2 separate regions of the Mus musculus genome follow, and region 1 is linked to region 2. A link is a contact called in public promoter capture Hi-C data. All regions are on one chromosome and are shown on one strand. The core of a region is the stretch at or near the end of the contact, and the rest is flanking DNA. Distances in the headings are between cores, read along the strand shown. Region 1 holds the start of Cbln3 (cerebellin 3 precursor protein). Region 2 holds the start of Psme2 (proteasome (prosome, macropain) activator subunit 2 (PA28 beta)).

Evidence for each region. Promoter capture Hi-C pulls out the DNA fragments that hold promoters and counts their contacts.
Region 1: a promoter capture Hi-C map of liver shows a contact between it and region 2, with 2.5 times the contacts expected there. The contact joins the promoter of Cbln3 here to the promoter of Psme2 in region 2. A contact is called at or near these places in 12 of 39 promoter capture datasets (the 3T3-L1 cell line, the C10 cell line, cranial neural crest and 8 more), 1 of 484 Hi-C or Micro-C datasets (B cells), 5 of 115 datasets of contacts at active chromatin or transcription factors (bone marrow-derived macrophages, embryonic stem cells, memory CD8 T cells and 1 more) and 2 of 9 other capture datasets (adipose tissue and liver).

Annotation. Positions count from the first base shown.
Region 1 is chr14:55,882,960-55,889,150 of GRCm38.p6, forward strand. It overlaps Cbln3 (cerebellin 3 precursor protein), which reads right to left and starts at 1,297. Exons shown (of 3, transcript NM_019820.3): 1 at 953-1,297; 2 at 508-627; 3 at 1-218. The coding sequence starts at 1,228. The coding sequence ends at 21. It overlaps Khnyn (KH and NYN domain containing), which reads left to right and starts at 1,983. Exons shown (of 8, transcript NM_027143.3): 1 at 1,983-2,183; 2 at 2,815-3,032; 3 at 3,533-4,659; 4 at 4,755-4,885; 5 at 4,962-5,058. The coding sequence starts at 2,832.
Region 2 is chr14:55,589,566-55,595,742 of GRCm38.p6, forward strand. It overlaps Psme2 (proteasome (prosome, macropain) activator subunit 2 (PA28 beta)), which reads right to left and starts at 1,456. Exons shown (of 11, transcript NM_011190.3): 1 at 1,277-1,456; 2 at 930-962; 3 at 468-530; 4 at 54-140. The coding sequence starts at 1,324. Rnf31 (ring finger protein 31) reads left to right here and starts at 2,177. Exons shown (of 21, transcript NM_194346.3): 1 at 2,177-2,507; 2 at 2,604-2,750; 3 at 2,896-3,051; 4 at 3,268-3,327; 5 at 3,441-3,510; 6 at 4,730-4,907; 7 at 5,358-5,736; 8 at 5,905-6,177. The coding sequence starts at 2,319.

The DNA.
Region 1 (6,191 bases), core at 47-2,546, 290 kb after region 2:
CCGTTTAAAGGCTTGGGTCCTCAGAGTGGGAAGATGAGGAAGCCTGAGAAGCTCGAATACTTCCAGCCACCCAGAAGATTCCCCCGACGCAGGCGCAGGGACACACGGTCCCCCGGGTCCAGGGGAAGCAGCACAGAGCTTGTGGCTGCCTCTCGGGTCACATCAGGGTCATTTGCAAAGGCTGAGATGACCGGCCATGTGTTCAGCATCAGACTCACCTGGGGAGGGGAGCCCAGTTAGCATCTATGTCCTAGTCCTTAGCTCAGGACACCCCGCCCCCCATCCTCCCAAGAGTTTTCTTTTGGGAACTTGAGGGTCAGTGGGCTCTCCAGTGAGCACTGAGGGGTGGCCAGTGTTGGGTTCTGTACATCTGCCATACCCTGCTAGCCTTTCCTCCCTTGCTCCTGGTCCCTGGGATACAGGTCCAACAGAAGGGCTATCCAGGGATGTGCTGCGGTCCACTATGACCCTCCCTTCCCCCCGGAGGTGGACTGGCACTTAGGTCACCTGGACAGTTTGGCGGTTGTACACCTTGACCACGTGGAATCGGAAGCTGTAGACTCCACGGACAGGGGCCACGAAGCAGCCCGAGGTCCGATCAAAGCCCTCGCCCTCATTGACCAGTACCTGTGGGGAAGCAGATTGTGTTGAGAGGGATTCTGGGTGCCGGGAGCTCAGGAGCATCACTGGGTTGGCATTTGTGCAGTGGGTGAGGAGAGAAGGGGTGGCAAACGGGTGTGACAGGAATGTGTAGAGTCAAAAACTATGAGGAAGGGCTACGGTGCTGTGTGTATGAATGAAAGAAGGCCAACCAACGGTCAGTGGCCATCTTAGAGGAAGGTGGTGCAAGAGATGCAGGTAATGGTTTCCTTGGAGTCCGAGGGATGCAAAGGGGCTTGGACAGTAGAGTCCAGGTCCTTGCATGTCTTCCGGACAGAGGCAGAGGGATTACCTGGTCGAAGTAGATGGCACCACTGGTACCGTTGCCGGTTTCTCCTGCTGGTTCATGGTGATGGCTTCGGACTGCAGCAAACGCCACTCGTCCTGGGGGTGCCTCTCCCAGGGCTGCACCCCCAGGTCCTCCTGCAGTAGGTCGGCCTGGCTCACAGACCACCAGGCACTCCCCCTCCAGTAGGACAGGCTCTGACCCTTCTTGAGCCCACCCAGCCTCCAGGGTCAGAAGCACCAGGGCCAAGGACAGCTTGGGTTTGTGCCATTCCGTCCCCATCCTTGCTAGGTGCCTCTGTAACTCACAGATTTTCCTGTCTTCTGTCCCCTTGGCTCTCCCCCCTCTGCTTCAAGGCTTCAGTACTCCTGCCCTGCTCTGCTGTCCTCTGTGAGTCTGGCACCTAGCCCGGGCACTCCCCTCCCTGTATCTTTTTGTGTCCCACAGCTCTGCCTGGCCTTACTACTGCTGTCTCTGCGGATCCCTCCTCCTTGGCAGAGCATGGAGTGACAGCAGTTGGGCCCTGGGAGGGAGAAGAGGAATGGAGAGAGGATATGAGGGCTCTAGCCACACAAGGGTGTGTACACACACACACACACACACACACACACACACGAAACAAAATTTCTTCAATTCCTTTCTCATCTTCTCCTTTTCAGTCTTTCTCCATGGGGTTTTCCTTATTGTGGCAAGGTGTGTGTCCTCATCTCCCCCCCCTTCCCCCCCTACTCCCCCAACTCTATCTACTTGGTGAAAGTGCTTGTGTCAAGGGCAGGATTCTCTTGTGACTCTGGACCAGTCACTTCTCTTGGAACCATCAACTGCAGAACTCCCAAGGACCCCAGGAACTGGAGGCGAACGTGAGAGTTGGCAGGAGGCGTTGGGGGTGGGGTGAGTGTCTGTGACCCGGTAGGCCCCGCAGGGGATGTGGAGGGCGGGTCGCTCGGCAGCAGGACAGCAGGCCGAGCCGGGGAGGAGGAGCGCAGCCCTGCCCCGAGCCCTGGCCAGTGCGGCCCTAGCGGGGGAGGAGCCGAGCTGGCTCCGCCCCGGGCCGGAAAGTGACTCCAAAGCCACAACGCGTTGTTGACGAGAGAAGTCTAGGTTGGGTGAAGGATCCGAGAAGGCCCTCCCAGATTCGGGCTCCCAGCCCCAGGCCCCTGGGGCGCGGGAGAAACGCGGGCCCCTCCTCCCCCGCCGCGGGCACCTAGAGGAGCGGGCGGAACTCGCGGCTTTGGCGGTAGGCGTCCCCCTTCCGGGCGATCGGGAGCTGAAGGCCGTGGCGGGAGGGTGGTCGGGCTGGGGGCGGCCGCCGCAGGCTGTGGGAGGGCGGGCTATGCCCCTGGGCCCCGGGTGGGATGCTTGACAGTGGACAAACGAGGAGGGGGGGCGGGGGCGGGGAGGTGGGAGTGGTTAGTGAAGGAATAAGGCGGATAGGGGAAACCCCCACCCCAGGACTACACTGTTAGAGCCTCTGGCGCGTATTCATTTCCCAAGAGGCCCTCCTCTACTCAAAAAATCCGAGACCTCTCAGCTCTGGGACTCTTTCCTCAAACCACCCACTTCTTGTGACCCTCAAAATGAGCTGGAGGCCCTCTCAACTCGTCCCTTCTCAGGGCGGTGGTCATCAGTTTTCTCTGGCCAGTCGCCCACCCCAGCTAGCCCTGTTTAAGAAGGGCTTACTCTCAGGGAGAGGCCTGTGTATAGATGATTTTCTATATTCTCCACCCGCGAGGTGGACTTGCTATCTCCTGGGGTTGTTTACCAGTTCTGTCACTAGGTGCGACCTGTTGATTGTTGGATGTATGCCATGTGATTAGGATTTGGGTTGAAGGGAGACAGAGACTTTGAGATTGCCTCTGCCCTTCCAGGACTCCAGGTAGAAGCCATGTCTACTTGGGGGTTTGCCTCCCCGACTCCCGACCGCTTTGCGGTGTCTGCGGAGGCCGAGGACAAGGTTCGGGAGCAGCAGACTCGCTTGGAGCGTATCTTCAACGTGGGAATGAGCGTCCTCTCCAAAGACTGCCCAGAGAATCCTCATATCTGGTTGCAGCTTGAGGGCCCCAAGGAGAACGTCTGCAGAGCCAAGGTGAAGTCCTCTTCCTTTTAGGGCTGCTACAAAGCCTTTTAGGACGCTGCCCCTCCCGAGGCCGAGTCGGAGGAGGGACTGGGAAATGCCTCTTGGCAATCTTATTGGCTGCCTCTCTCTTGAGCTTTGAGGAACTCAGCAAACCTTTTTATTTAGAATTTTGGTTTCACTTCTGCTGTGCTGCCTAGGTTCTTCAGGCTTTAGAACCAAATCACTTCATGCTCTTGGAGATAGTAAGGTAATCCCCTCTGTACAGGTGGGCCTTGCCAGGGAATTCCCTGGGGTTGAGAGGGGGCCGGCCACTTTTTCCCCCCTTTGCACCCAAGGCCAATAGGCTCCATCACTTGACAGCCCTCTGGTCTGTTCTTACATTTCCATAGGTCTACAGTGTGAATAGAAACAGTATCTACTTAGATGATGTAATAGCTTGAAGCTCAGGGAGAGCAGTGAATCTGAAAGGGATGGCTTCTAGAAGTTTCCTCTCTGACCTCCCTATCTAGGAATACCTGAAGGGGCTCTGCAGCCCAGAACTACAGAGTGAGATCCACTACCCACCCAGACTGCACTGCATCTTTCTGGGAGCCCACGGTTTCTTCCTTGACTGCCTGGCCTGGAGCACATCTGCCCACCTGGTGCCTCTGCTTCCTGGCTCTCTGATGATCAGTGGCCTAACCGAGGCGTTTGTGATGGCCCAGAGCCGGGTGGAGGAGTTAGTGCAACGGCTGAGCTGGGACCTTCAGCTACAGTCTTGTCCCGGAGCCCCTGACAATGGCGGAGTGCTGAGAGACTTCTCTGCCCTGCTGCAGACTAGGGAGGATGCCTACACAGAGGCCCTGCTGCGGCTGCCCCTGGCCGTGCAGGAGGAGCTCCTAAGCCTGGTGCAGGAGGCATCTAGAGGGCAGGGTCCATCTCGTGAGGTGGGGAGCTCAGGCCTGTTGAGTCCTCAGTTCCAGGGAGTCAGGGCTCCCTTGAATGAAGGCAGGGAATTCGTAGGCACCAGAGTGGCAGGGTCGGGAAAGTCGCCAGCAGTAAGAGGACAAAGTCATACTGTGGAGAAGGAGGAAAGGAAACAGGATGCTGTCAGGGACATGGGTTCAGGGCGGAAGGAGCTGTCTGGGGAAGAGGTCTGGGAGCCTGGAGTGGCTTACAGGTCACAGCTAGCAGGTGGAGGAGCAGAGGAGGTGGCACCCTTGAAGGGAAAGGCCTCGGGGAAACAGGAGGTTCCTCAGCAAAGAGGAGGGTTCAGTGTGCAGGGTGAACCTTCAGGTGCGCATGTGCCCTGTCAGAGGGCAGCTCCAATCCGGGGAGCCTCTCTCCTCCAGCGGCTCCACAATGGGAGCGCCTCACCTCCGAGAGTGCCTAGCCCTCCGCCCGCGCCGGAACCCCCATGGCCCTGTGGAGACCGAGACCGAGATCGAGATCGGGGAGACAGGGGAGACAAGCAGCAGGCTGGAGCTCGAGGCCGAGGGTCTCCGTGGAAGCGAGGCACTCGTGGGGGCAACTTGGTGACTGGCACGCAGCGTTTCCAGGAAGCCTTACAGGATCCTTTCACCCTGTGCCTTGCCAATGTGCCTGGCCAGCCAGATCTCCGTCACATTGTCATTGATGGCAGCAACGTGGCCATGGTGTAAGTAGCTGGTGGGACTGAGTTCTGGAGACAGCCTCTGAGGGGCTTGTGCCGCAGCCTTCTCTGGGTCCTGACGTCGACGCTCTCCGTAACAGGCACGGACTCCAGCATTACTTTTCCAGTCGGGGTATTGCTCTCGCTGTACAGTACTTCTGGGACCGTGGCCACCGTGACATAACCGTCTTTGTGCCTCAGTGGCGCTTCAGTAAAGATTCCAAGGTCAGAGGTAAGTTGGGTCTGGTCATCTGTGTCCTGGTGAGGCTGGGTCCACCTTGAGAACCCTGTTGCACTTTGTTCTACAGAGAGTCACTTCCTGCAGAAGTTGTATTCCCTGAGTCTGCTTTCCCTGACACCCTCACGAGTCATGGATGGCAAGAGGATTTCTTCTTATGATGACAGGTAATTGTTCCTCTCCTGGCCCCGAGTTTGCTATCTAAGGAATCTAGTGGGATTTGGAGTAGGACAGAGATGCTCCCGACCTCTGTCTTCTAGCCTCAGTAGTAGAGCTAGTTTCAGTGGGACAAATGATGGGTAGCTCAGCTCTGCAGGTGAGAGGAGACGGGCTGTAGACAGTGATGGTTTGCCTGCTCGCTATTCACCTCGTATTTATATAGAGTGCTTTATTGTCTAGGAAATACTGTGCAATTGAGATCTGCAAAAGCTGGTGGCATATAGAGCTGACAGAATTCCCAAATGTAGAGAAATTGTTTGAACATTCTGGGAAAAGGAGAGCAAACCTTTAAAGTAAACAGAAGGCAGAAACACAGTCTTTGAATGCTAGGAGTGTCTGGAACAGGATATGGCTAGAGGCCACAAGACTCAGGATGGAAGGGAATGTCGGAGTCAGAGCCCCAGGTTTTCTTAGGGATCTGCTTTCTCTATGGCCTTAGCCCCACCTCTCAGTGAATCAAATCAACCTCTTTATCTCAGGATCCATCTCCATTCATTTACCCTCCTTGTGAATTCCAAAAGAAGCTAAGGTATGTGCTTGCCTCATTCCTGGTGCTAAGCTGGAGGGAAGTCTAGTGATGTTCCCTCTTAACAGTGCATGGGCCCAGTTAAGTATTGCATGAAGCTGGGTGTGGTAGTCGCTCCTGTTCTCCCAGCACATGAGAGACTGAAGCAGGATAGTCTCCATTAATTTGAGGCCAGCATGAGCTACAAAGTGTGTTCCAGGCTAGCCTGGACAATAAGGTGAGACCCTGTTTTAATAAACTAAAAAGAAAAAATAAAGGCAAAAAGTGATAAATAAAATAACATCTCTATTTACAGAGAGAGACAGAAGCTAAGTGGTTAACTCCCTTGGCAATAAAAAATTAGAATTTAAGGTTACCTTGTAGGCAAAACAGAAAACATAGGGCTTATTCCTGCATAGTTGTGCACACATGGTATGGATATATATGCAGTTTAAAGCTAATTAGCTACTTTTAAATCGTTGTAAACATTACATCTTATTTTATGGGTAGTAGTGTTTTGCCTGCATGCATGGGTGTGCACTGTGTGCATGCCTGGTGCCCACAGAGTCCTAAAAA
Region 2 (6,177 bases), core at 206-2,705:
TGGTGGTGTTGCCACTGGCTTAGAGTTCAGGCTCTGCACACTGAATGCCTTACCTCGTCATCCTTGGGTGGAGGATCTGGGATAGGGATGTCCAGAGGAGCCCGGAGGGAGGAGAGGTCGGCCACATTGAGGGAATCCTCCTGTAGAATTTATTCTCAGACACTACCCAGCCTCCTCCCTTCACCAGACACAGCCTTCCATCTCTCTTCCTCCCAACCCAGGCTCAAGCCTTTTTTTTTTTTTGAGACAGGGTTTCTCTGTATAGCCCTGGCTGTCCTGGAACTCACTTTGTAGACCAGGCTGGCCTCGAACTCAGAAATCCGCCTGCCTCTGCCTCCCGAGTGCTGGGATTAAACGTGTGTGCCACCACACCCGGCCAGGCTCACTCAGCTCCCAGCATGCTGATGCCCGTCAGATGGGTGATGAGAGGTGTCAGGAGATGGAGCAGAGGGGTCTATACTACTCACCTGCAAGAGCTGACTCAGGGATATGATTTTCCGTGGCAAGAAAGTGCAGAGGAAGTCATCAGCCTGCAAGTTACATTACAAAAATAATCATGCAAGAGGTTTGTTGATACGTATCAGAAGTTGGCCCATGGAAATCACTGAGCTCAAGACTCTCGTATGAGGAAACCCTAGCCCTGGAAATAAAGGGACTTGCCCAATCTCATGAAGGGCAGAAGTAGGGCTATGGGGTTTTCCCTTTGGGCGACATCTTTACCTTTCCATTCAAGGGGAGTGGCAAAAGCAGTTAAGAGTTCTAAGATTGATCAGATTACAAGTAGAAACAAATCATTGCAGTTCACCTTGAGTAAGCATGAAGGTTCGGAGACACCAAAATTAAGGTGAACTGGTGGGTTACTCAGAGCTTGTGGCCCTAGAGTTCTGCACTAAGACTCTGGGTTACATCGACTGAATTCAGAGACTTACCTCCTGGAAAAGATTTTGTCTGAAGACATCCACCTGCACAGACAGAAGTAGCCGGATGCTGGTTAGGGTTTAGTTTGTATAGAATAAGGGCCCACTCCCAACCTAGGTGCCTTCCAACTCTAGCCCAAACCTGTCCCACAAAGCTAGTTTCCCCCTGGAGGAGCCTGCTCAGTGCACAGATTGGCTCGAGGACACGGCACTGGCAATCCCTGAGCAGAAGTGAAAGAAAGCCCTAAAGAAAGAGAGGCCGGTGGAGTTCGCTCGCAAGGCCCCATTGGTGCCCAGGAGCACCGAGCTTTATCTCCGTTAGGACTTCTCACTCCTTCCTGGCTTCGGTTCCCATTTACCTGTTTTCGGGCTTCTCCACTCAAGCGGACCCCACAAGGCTTGGCCATGCTTCCCCCCACTTGGCAGCTCTCGAGCCTGGGCTAGCAGCCCCAGCTTTCGCTTTCACTCTCCAGGCCCAGACCCACCCCCCTCAGCCACGCCCCCTCCCTTTTTTCTCCTCCTCCTGGCCGGCCACCAACCGTGAGTAGTACCCCCTCAGCCATTCCCAGCTAGTTGCCACTAGGAAGGGCGGTGTTGGCTTCATCATCAGGGGCTGTCCAAGGGAGGAGCTAGGAAAGCGTGGGACGGCGGAGACTCAAATAGAGGCGGCCTCTCGAGAAGGGCGGAGCTTATAGTATGGACCGTCCAGGGGAAGTACTGGACTGAGAGAGGGTGGGACAATAGGAAAGGGGGTACCCAGAGGTGGGGTTCCATGACGCTAGACTGAGGAGGGGACCAAGTAGGATCCGAGAGAGTAGGAAGGATAAGAAGGAGGAAAGCCTGGCAAGATGGAAGGGAGCAGGACGAGCGGGACTGCCTTCCCTTCAGGACAGACTAGAGAAGGGAGGAGCCCGCCTGAGCCGGGCTAAGGGCAGCCAGAGCCGGTCCCCGATAAGGTGGGACTTCCCCGCCGGGGAATGGAACAGAACCAACACTATGGAAATAAAGATAGCAAAGCTCTGGGCAAAATTAACCCCTCGCATGGGAGGTGGGTCCCTCCGGAAGGGGCGGGATAGTTTAAGGGAAGGCGAAGAAGAGAGCCTGATTCGGAAGGAAAAGGTTCCGTAGCATTATGGGAGGAGCCCGGGCCGCGGCTTCTTCATTGGCGGCGACCTGGCCACCCTTCCTGATCTCAGCTTTACCGTCACTCCGAACCCTCCTTTTCCTCTAAAGTGGCCCACAGTCCCGCCCTCTCTGCCAGGACTTCCTGTTCCCGGTAACCCTGGCCGTGGATGGGGCTGAGCGGGGCGGTGGCTTAAGTGACCCGGGCTGCTGTGGCGCCGCGCGCACCTGCGCCAGCCCCTGGAGGGCAGAGAAGCTGAGCCTGTCTCCAGTCTCAGGATGCCGGGAGACGAGGAGCGAGGCTTCCTGGCGGCCCGCGAGGAGCTGGCGAGCGCCCTGAGGTGGGATTCTGCGCAGGTTTTTCCCCTGGAGCAGCTCATGCCGCTTCTGGCCACCTCTCTGCCACCAGCCGCCCGCTACCTGCAGCTGGACGCCGGACGCTTGGTCCGCTGCAACGCTCATGGGGAGGTGAGGTCAAGCCCGCCCGGCGCTCCATGGAAGGGGACCTAGGCTCAGAGGCCAGGTGGGCTAGGCTCACGACTCTGCTTTTCTGAATGCTCCCAGCCTCGAAACTACCTCAACACCCTATCCACGGCCCTGAACATCCTGGAAAAATATGGTCGCAACCTCCTCAGCCCGCAGCGGCCCCGGTATTGGCGCTCAGTGAAGTTTAATAACCCCGTCTTTCGCAGCACGGTGGATGCTGTGCAGGTGAAACTCTTGGACCTTATCGGAGAAGGGGACTAGACCTGTGCTTAGGGTTGACCAGAAAGGCTTGAGGGTGTGCTGAGTGGGGGACCAGCTCTATTGCCTAGGAGGTCTGTTAGATGGTGACCGGGTCCTGAATGTGTGCCAGGGTGGCCGGGATGTACTACGGTTGTATGGCTATACTGAGGAGCGCCCAGATGGATTGAGTTTCCCCGAAGGGCAGGAGGAACCAGATGAATACCAGGTTGCTGTTGTCACACTAGAAGTACTGCTGCTTCGCACCGAGCTCAGTTTGCTGTTGCAGGTGAGATGACCTTCTGATTCTAAGGATTTTAAGTACTTGACTGGGAGCCCCAAGGCACGTTGAGACACCCCCACCCCCGTGCAGGGAAATTCTGTTGCTGCAGCAGCCAGCCTGGAAGCTTCTGTTACACTTTCTCCCTCTGGAATGTTAGGAGATCAGGGCTTACAGGGAGAACGTTGTTCAAGGTGGGAATTCTTTTCATCATCTTGTTTGCAGAATACTCATCCCAGACAGAATGCACTGGACCAGCTGCTAAGAGAGAGCGTTGAAGATGGTGTAAGGAAGGCAGGAAGGGTGTTGTTCATGGAACACGGGGGGGGGGGGGGGGGGCTGAGTTTATGGGATTCTGTGCCCCCAGCACTTTGCCCACGCTCCGCTTGCTTTCTCAGATGCTGCAGCTTTCAGAGTTTCACCCCCTTCTGAGGGAGATTGTTCCTGGCCCCCGCCCCTCTGCCCAAGGTATTGTATGCTTCTTTACGGGAGAAAAATATTAGACTGAGTTGGTGCAAATGTAGGATTTTCTTTCCTCTTGTATTTGTTGTTTTTTTAAGATTTATTTATTTATGTATATGAGCATTGTATTTGCACATATGCCAGTGTGACAGAAGAGAGCATCAGATCCCATTACAGGTGGTTGTGAGCTACCATGTGGGTGCTGGGATTTGAACTCAGGACCTCTGGTGGAGCAGCCCGTGCTCTTAACCACTGAGCCATCTTTCCAGCCTGTATTTGTATTTTATTTCAAGAGATGAAAGCCCCCCTTCCCCCCCACACACCATGGGTCCAGATGTTGTAAAGACTGTTTTGTGACTTCCCCTAACCCATAACAAAATTTTAAGTGTAGCCTGGTCTTTCCTCCTTTAATATTACTTTTTAGTAGTGGAAGGTGGGTGGGTAGATATGTGCATGTAGGCACAGGTGCCATGGAAGCCAGAACCGATCCCTCTGCGGCTGGCATTACAGACCATGTTGAGCTGCCCAACACAAGTGCTGGGAATCAAGCTGCAAGGGCAGTACTTGATCTTAACTGCTTAGCCATCTCACCGACTGTGTAGCCTGGTCTTTTTAAAAAGGCTACTCTGGGGGTTGAAGAGACGGCTCAGTGGTTCAGAGCACCTCTTGCCATAGTTCAATTCCCAGCATCCACTTGGTAGTTCACAGCCATTCTTAAGTCCAGTGCTAAGGGATCTGGCCCTCATTTGAATTCTATGATGCATGTGTCATACAAAATAAAAAGTAAATAACTTAGAGAGGGAGTGGGGTGGAGAGAGAGAGAGAGAGAGACACCAGACATGGTAGGTAGCTCACACCTTTAATCTTTAGTCTTAGTCCTGGGGAGGCAGAGGCAGATGGATCTGTGAGTTTGAGGCTAGTCTGGTCTACAGTCATTTGCAAGCCAACCAGCCAGGGCTACATTGTGGTGAGGCGGGAATAAAGGTGATGCTTGTCTTTCTGTGTTTGGCTTGTCTTGCTCAATATGGTATCTTCCAGTTTTGTCCATTTTCCTTTCTATAACAAGATTTTGTTCTTTGTAACTAATGCTCCAGCGTGCGTGTGATTACAGAAGTTGCCTTTATGTGTAAACGTCTTCATTTGCTTGTTGATAGGTCCATGACTCCATATCTTGGCTGAGTATATATGCTTGTTAAGTTTTACACTTTTGGTTTCGTTTTTCCAGGCTCCACTCCTGGTCCCTGTTTCCTCTGTGGTTCTGCCCCAGGCACACTGCACTGTCCAGCCTGTAACCAAGTCTCGTGCCCAGCTTGTGACATTTTGTTCCATGGGCATCCGTCCCGTGCACATCACCTTCGCCAAGCCCTGCCTGGGTCCCACCAGACTGCCAGCCTGAGCTCTAGGTGAGAGGCTTTCTCTTCTTGGGGAGAGTGAAATTAAGAAGGAAATTGAAGATTACTTGAGTATCTATTATGTGTCAGGTTCTCTATGGAAGGGTGTCTTACAGAGAACAGCCCCCCTAGGAAGTTATAGATATAAACACTAAGCAAGTAGCAGCCACTATAAGACAGATTGTTATGATACACAGGTTGGCAGTAGATGGATACAGTTTTGTCTGAAGGATCAGAATTTTAAACACCTAGCATGATGTTAAGAGATTGCTTCCTGGAAGAAGTTGTCAATAATCCATCATTTAATTATTGACTCATATGGGGATGAGAGTGTTCCAGACAAAACAGCAATCAGAAAGGCCAGAGCCCTATGTCATAACCTATGCAATGGGAGAGGCAGGGGTGAGGGGACTCGGGTACTAACTTCTACCTCAGCTGGCCACATCTGCTCTTCTATTACAGTTTACCTGCCTCGTCCCAACCACGGCCCCCCTCCTCCTCCTTGGCCCTGGGAGATAGCTCTCTTTCTTCCCCTGACCCTGCAAATGCCTGTCTGCCCTGGCATTGTCTTACCTGTGCCACACTAAATGAGCCTTGGGCAGTGTTCTGTGCAGTCTGTAGTCAGCCCAAAGGCTGCAAGGTGCCGGGAATAGAGGGTTCCCATGGAACCGGGGGCCTAGAACCTGAGCCTGCACGGGATCAATGGGCCTGCCAGAGCTGTACCTTTGAGAATGAGGCAGCAGCTGTGCTATGCGCCATATGTGAGCGACCTCGGCTGGCCCAGCCTCCCAGCTTGGTGGTGGATTCCCATGATGCTGGTGTTTGCCAACAGTCCCTTAAGGTAACCTGTTCCTGGCCTTCCCAGCTCTCCATTTGTACCTGTTAACCTCAAGTTATTCTCTGAACTCACATTCTGTCTTCTTTTGGTTCCCCTAGTATTTCTCTTGTATCTCTGTCATGACGCCTCGTTACGCAGTCAGTAGGATAATTCTTCTCTCTCCCTTTCCAGCAGGAGGATCCTTTGCTCACCGCTGCCCAGCCTCAGGTGTGGTACTGTGACCATTGTACCTTCTGCAATTCAGGCCCTGTCTGGGTGTGTGCCATGTGCAACCGAACCCGAGACCCCATCCCTACACAGCCTGCCCTCCAGTCCTATCCCAGCTCTTTGGAAAAGGGACGCCCAAAGCCAGGGTCCTCACAACACCTTGGTTCCTCCCTGCCTGCTTCCTGTGGAGACCCAGAGAAACAACGCCAAGATAAGATGCGGAAGGAAGGTCTCCAG